2 separate regions of the Callithrix jacchus genome follow, and region 1 is linked to region 2. The links are chromatin contacts, called in public Hi-C maps. All regions are on one chromosome and are shown on one strand. Each heading gives the region's core, a stretch centred on a gene start, on an enhancer-like site or on the middle of the called end of the contact. The rest is flanking DNA. Distances are from core to core; before and after follow the strand shown.

Region 1 (2,700 bases), core at 20-2,519, 190 kb before region 2:
TGGACTCCAGCCTGGGCAACAGAGGAAGACTCCATCTCAAAAACAAAAAAAACATAAAAAGACCGGTCAATTACTCTTCCCAGTATAAAGGATACAAGGAAGAACCTCAACGTGGCCTTCAGAAGCCCCCACCTAGTCTGCATTCTAACGACACCCTTGGACAACCAAGCCACCTGCGGTTCCACCACCACGCACGGTCTCACACAAGCAATCCCTACCCCCTCCCCGCAGTGAGCTGGGGGATGCGGGTATCGCGGGGAAGGTGGTATCCCACGGCCATCCGCATCCCTCCAGGCGCGGCAGCGGACTCAAAAGCCTTAGGAAGCCTCTACTCACACAGGACCAGACCGTCGGAAGCCTTGAGGCCATAGTTTCCTCCTTCTCAATGTGCCTCTAGTGCAAGGGCGCAGAGTCCTGAGGAAACCGAGGTTGGGAGGGGAGGGAGAGGCGTAAGAGCTCCGCGGGGGACCTACCCTCGCCTCCGCCCAGGAACGGCGCCCTCAGCGGGAAATGACAAGTCCACCCAAACTGGAAAACGCCCAGCGTTGAGTCACAGGACTCCCACAGGACTGGACAGAACCATTTTCCCCTCCCCGATAGGACACCAAACAAGCCTCCTCCGTCCCACACACCGGAGGGGATCGCCCCCACTGCCCCCGACCCCACGCTCCCGTAGGCGATCTGTTCTCTCCACCGTGGCGCCCCGAAAGCACTGTTTCCCCTCGGGGTTCCGGGTCACCGACCCCATCCCACAGAGCGGCGACAGGACGGCAGACACGGCCAGCTCCGGGTAGCCAACCTCTGCGGGAAATGCAGAGAGGCCGCGCTCGCCCCCAGCGAACCGCTCCGGAGCCGCCCAGCGCAGCCCCAGACCGACGCAGGTTTCGCGCGGCACTCACCCGGCGCGCGCCGCACAATGGCGCCCGTCGGCCTGCGGCGAAGTGCGTCAGAGCGCCGTCCAGGACTACAACTCCCAGACGCCCCCGCGGCTCGCCTGCTCGCCTCACCCGGCGACGGCCATCTTGACTGGTCGGTTCTGGGCGGCAGGCGAAGCCAGGGACTGCAGGAGGGCACTCGTCGATGTCCCTTGGCGGTCCGGCTGGGCAAGGGGAGGCCTCTGGTGAGGGACGCTAGGCCGCAGGGCCTCACACCAATGTACGGCGACCCGAGCTGGGAGAATGTCGTGCCTCCCCACGAAGGCGACCACTCTTGGGGCAGAGCAGAAACGAGCTAGGAAAGGAGCAGGACAGGGGTCAGGCCGGAAGTGCCGGAGTGGGTGATGCTTGGTTGGTGGTGGTGGGGGCGGGATTTATTATGACGTCCCTTGGGAAGAGGAAGGGCGGTTAGGACCGGAAGTCTATGGGGCGGGCCTAACTGGCTGCCCCTCTCAGTGGAGGGGCGGGGACAGGGAGGGCGGGGAGAATGCAGGAGGCGGGGCTAGGGACTACGCAACTTTTGGGAGAGGGAGGGGCGATTGGAGGAAGGAAGTCGCGGGGGGAGTGGGGAGAGCTGCTGAAGTTCCATCAGTTTCAAAGGCGTGAAAGAAGGGGTAGGACTGGGAGAGCAGGAAGTGTGCAAGGAGTTGGGACTGACGGCACCGAGGTTTCTGGCAGATGGGTCATGCCCAGAAGTGAGGGTGGGCGGGGCCAAGCAATCACTCGAGGTCAGGGAGGGGCGGGAAACTCGGAGGACTTGAATTGTGATGGGAACGTGGCTAAACGTCCACCCTAGTTCTGGAGAGATGATCAGGGCTAACTGTACCCCAGGCACTGGGGAGGAGGAGCAGGATCTTCTGCCCATTTTCCTCCTGTGGTCCACTTTGCTGCTGGAAGCTGAGGTGCTCATGTCTAGGGAGAGGAAACCGAAATCTGTGTGCTGCCCTTCCTTGGGCCCCAGGGTGCTCACATCTTCTTTAGGAGCTCAGGACAAGGAAGTATTATTCTCTTGGCGTCCCTCAGGGACCTACATCTGGTGTTTTCTCATCTCCCTTAGGTCGAAGGTCCTGATACGTTCTTGTCTTCCTTGGGGCCTGGGGGCTCTGATGATCTCTCTGGGGGCTCAGGGCACTGTGTACTCTTTAATGGTATTTCCTGACAGGTCTCAGCAGCCCTCTACCTCCCTCTGGTGGTCTGAACACTGCCTGCCAAACTTGTTCCACTGGTTTTTCTTTTGGTCACTGTGGAGTATCCAACCTCAGGGTACACATTATCTTAATTGTTGTTGCTGTTAGTGTGTTGATTTTTGTATAGGAGTATTTACTCAGAGACTGTACGGATATCTTTTAGTCTAATATTTCCTTGGATTTTTCTTGTCTATTATAGATAGAACACCCAATTCATTCCCCAATGATTTGATATCTTCCTTTTCCATATTTAAACTTAAAAAGATTAACATTGTATAGTCCTAGCTACTATGACAGAGCTATGTTAAGCAGTCATGTTTACTAATAGTCTTGTTTTGTTTTGGATTTGAATACGGATACGTCTAATCCTTCATCAAATTTGATGGAGGCCCTTAATGTCAAGGAAGCAAGCCCCTTGGAAATTCTTTTTTTTTTTTTTTTCTTGAGACAGGGTCTTGCTCTGTTGCCCCAGCTGGAATGCAGTGGTGCAATCACGGCTCACTGCAGCCTCCACCTCCTGGGCCCAAGGTATCCTCCCACCTCAGCCTCTCAAATAGCTGGGACTACAGGTGCACACC
Region 2 (2,700 bases), core at 124-2,623:
TTCGCTCGGGCTGTGGGGCCGCCGTAGTTACTGGGCTCGGGGGTTGGGAGAGCCGGCGGGGAGAGGCGGCGCCAGGGCGGGTCCTGCACCTGCACTTTCCGCCCCGGCTTTGCGCCCTCCTTGCCCTCGGCCCTCCCACCAGCCGCCAGCCTCTGGCCTCCCGCCTCCAGCGTCCAGGCGCGCTTCCTCGTCTGGCCGTCCGGGCCTGGGTGAACCCTGCACGTCGGCTCCGCGCGCCTTTGTCCCCGAGGCGCGGCCTGGAGCTCCCGAGCGCACTGCTGGGCCGGAACGTCGGCGCGGGACAAAAGCCAAACGCCGCAGGCGAGGCGACCCCGAGCCTGCTGCGCCGCCTTCCCGGGGGACCCGCGGCTGCGAGTCAGGTGAGGCCGGGACGAGCTTCTGCAGCGTCGCGGCCGCGTCGGTCTCGCGGAGGAGATTTGGGTCGGGAGCTCTGGAAGCAGGTGGTCCGGATGCTTCTGAGGCCGCTGATGGGAAGAACGAGCCGGTTCCTTCCCCAGCCCGCCCTCCTCCCCGCGCCGGTTCACACAAAGCACCGCGAAGGACGTCAGACCCGGGTTGGAAACGGCTCTGGATTCCCTTAAACACGCGGTGACGGCGGCGGTCACTGTCAGCCTGCAGCTAACAGTGCGAAATGCGGTTCGCGTCCTGCGTTTCCGCGCCGATTCCGGTGCCCCGGAGGCTCCCTGGGTGTTCTCGTGCTTTAGACACGTACCCAGCAGTCCGTTAAAGAGGTTGCTGCCGGCCGGGCGCGGTGGCTCACGCCTGTAATCCTAGCGCTTTGGGAGGCCGAGATGGGTGGATCACCTGAGGTCAGGGGTTCAAGACCAGCCTGGCCATCATGGTGAAACCCCATCTTAAAAAAAAAAAAAAAGAGGTTGCTGCCTTGTACAAAGACCTGGAACCTGGGGATTTAGGGGTCTGGGCGCCAGGCTTATCTCCAGGTCCTACACGCACACACACACACACACACACGCACACACACACGAGTTTAGGCTTAGGAAATCTCGGGCGTGGATTTTGTTTTGGAGGTGGGATTAAATTTGCATAACATAATGTTCACCTCTTTAACCACTTAAAAGTGTGAAGTTCATTGGTTTTATTGTATATTAATAAAGTTGTGCAATCATCACCACTATCTAATGCTAAAAACATTTCATCACCCCCCAAAGAAACTCTTGTTCCCATGAAGCAGTCTCTCCCTATTTTATTTTTCCCCCAGCTCTGGGCAACCACTAATGTATGAGGATTGCAAGTAGCTTTTACAGTAATTGTTGTCCAGTTAACCCGAAAGTTCCATCTGTGTTGTGACTGACTGTCTCTTGGAAATGGCTAACAAATTTATACCTTCTCATCGGAATCATGCTTTTTTTTTTTTTTTCCAGCTTATGCAAATTACCCTTCATTTTTCTTTAGGAATTTTGTTATTTTTTTGACATGTAAATTTTCTTAAATTCTCCTTGCAAGTTTTTTGGTTGCTTCTATGGATGGATTCCCTTCTTTGTTCCCGCTGGGTCTTCTGTGGGAATAGACCAGTTTTGTCTTTTTTCACTTTTGTCATTAGGTGGGGAATAGTGACTCACCGGGCGGGTGTCTGGTCAGTCAGTCCTCCGGATGGCAGCCATCAACCCGTGGGCCTCCTGGGGTGAGTCCAAATCATGTTACTTCTGGGCCTCCCCTAACATTAGCCGCTGCAGTCATGGGTCAGAGCTGGGGAGGGGCTGAGGACTTTTGAGGATGGAAGTGGGGTCTGTCTGTCTTGGTACAAAATTAGAAGCGATTGGTGGTAAAGAAGGAAAATTTTTGGCGTAAAACACAGTAACTTTTATGTGTTTTATAGCCTCTCCTGAGAGTTGTTACTGGTTTTAAGAGATTTTCTGGGCCGGGCGCGGTGGCTCAAGCCTATAATCCCAGCACTTTGGGAGGCCGAGGCGGATGGATTACGAGGTCAAGAGATCAAGACCATGCTGGTCAACAAGGTGAAACCCCGTCTCTACTAAAAATACAAAAATTAGCTGGGCATGGTGGCGTGTGCCTGTAATCCCAGCTACTCGGGAGGCTGAGGCAGGAGAATTGCTTGAACCCAGGAGGCGGAGGTTGCGGTGAGCCGAGATGGTACCATTGCACTCCAGCCTGGGTAACAAGAGCGAAACTCCGTCTCAAAAAAAAAAAAAAAAAAAGAGAGAAATTTTCTGATGGTTTGTGGGGTTTCCAGAGACAGCGATACGTATAATAAAGTATTGTCTCTACTGCTCCCCTATATATTTTTACCTTTATAATTTTTTTACTTATACAGCATTGGTAACTTCAAAACAGTGTTAAGTAATAGTGACTCACATGTGCATTTCCTGTGTGAACCCAGCTTATGTTGGATTTTTTTACGTGCCTTTGGGCTCTGTTTATGGAATTTTATAGTGCCCATTAGCGAGTCAGTTTCCTCTTGCATTTTGTTGCCTTTAATCACTAGATTTGGTGTCACAGACCTAACCTGATTCTTCTGTGCAGGTGCCCTTATGGACCAGTCTTGGGGGATGACAGCTGTTGACCCATGGGCTTCCTGGGGTGAGTCAAGAGCCTGGTCAGCTGTGGACTGCCATGTTGTGGCCTCTCCCTGTAGTGCTCTGCCATAGCTGGGGATCAGAATGGGGACCAGGTGGGGCTCTGGGGCAGATGATCCAGATC

The links. Hi-C and Micro-C count contacts between places; a contact is called where the count stands out from the background.
Region 1: a Hi-C map of skeletal muscle shows a contact between it and region 2, with 5 times the contacts expected there. The contact joins the promoter of ZNF274 here to the promoter of LOC103790146 in region 2. A contact is called at or near these places in 2 of 3 Hi-C or Micro-C datasets (induced pluripotent stem cells and skeletal muscle).

What each region holds. Positions count from the first base shown.
Region 1 is chr22:50,893,879-50,896,578 of calJac240_pri, reverse strand. It overlaps ZNF274 (zinc finger protein 274), which reads right to left and starts at 1,269. Exons shown (of 8, transcript XM_035286142.3): 1 at 1,008-1,269; 2 at 337-414. The coding sequence starts at 369.
Region 2 is chr22:50,704,776-50,707,475 of calJac240_pri, reverse strand. LOC103790146 reads right to left here and starts at 1,373. Exons shown (of 2, transcript XM_035284402.3): 1 at 1,366-1,373; 2 at 1-783. The coding sequence starts at 1,373. It overlaps ZNF606 (zinc finger protein 606), which reads left to right. Exons shown (of 8, transcript XM_078361017.1): 1 at 1-380; 2 at 1,583-1,663; 3 at 1,859-1,997; 4 at 2,524-2,580. The coding sequence starts at 2,532.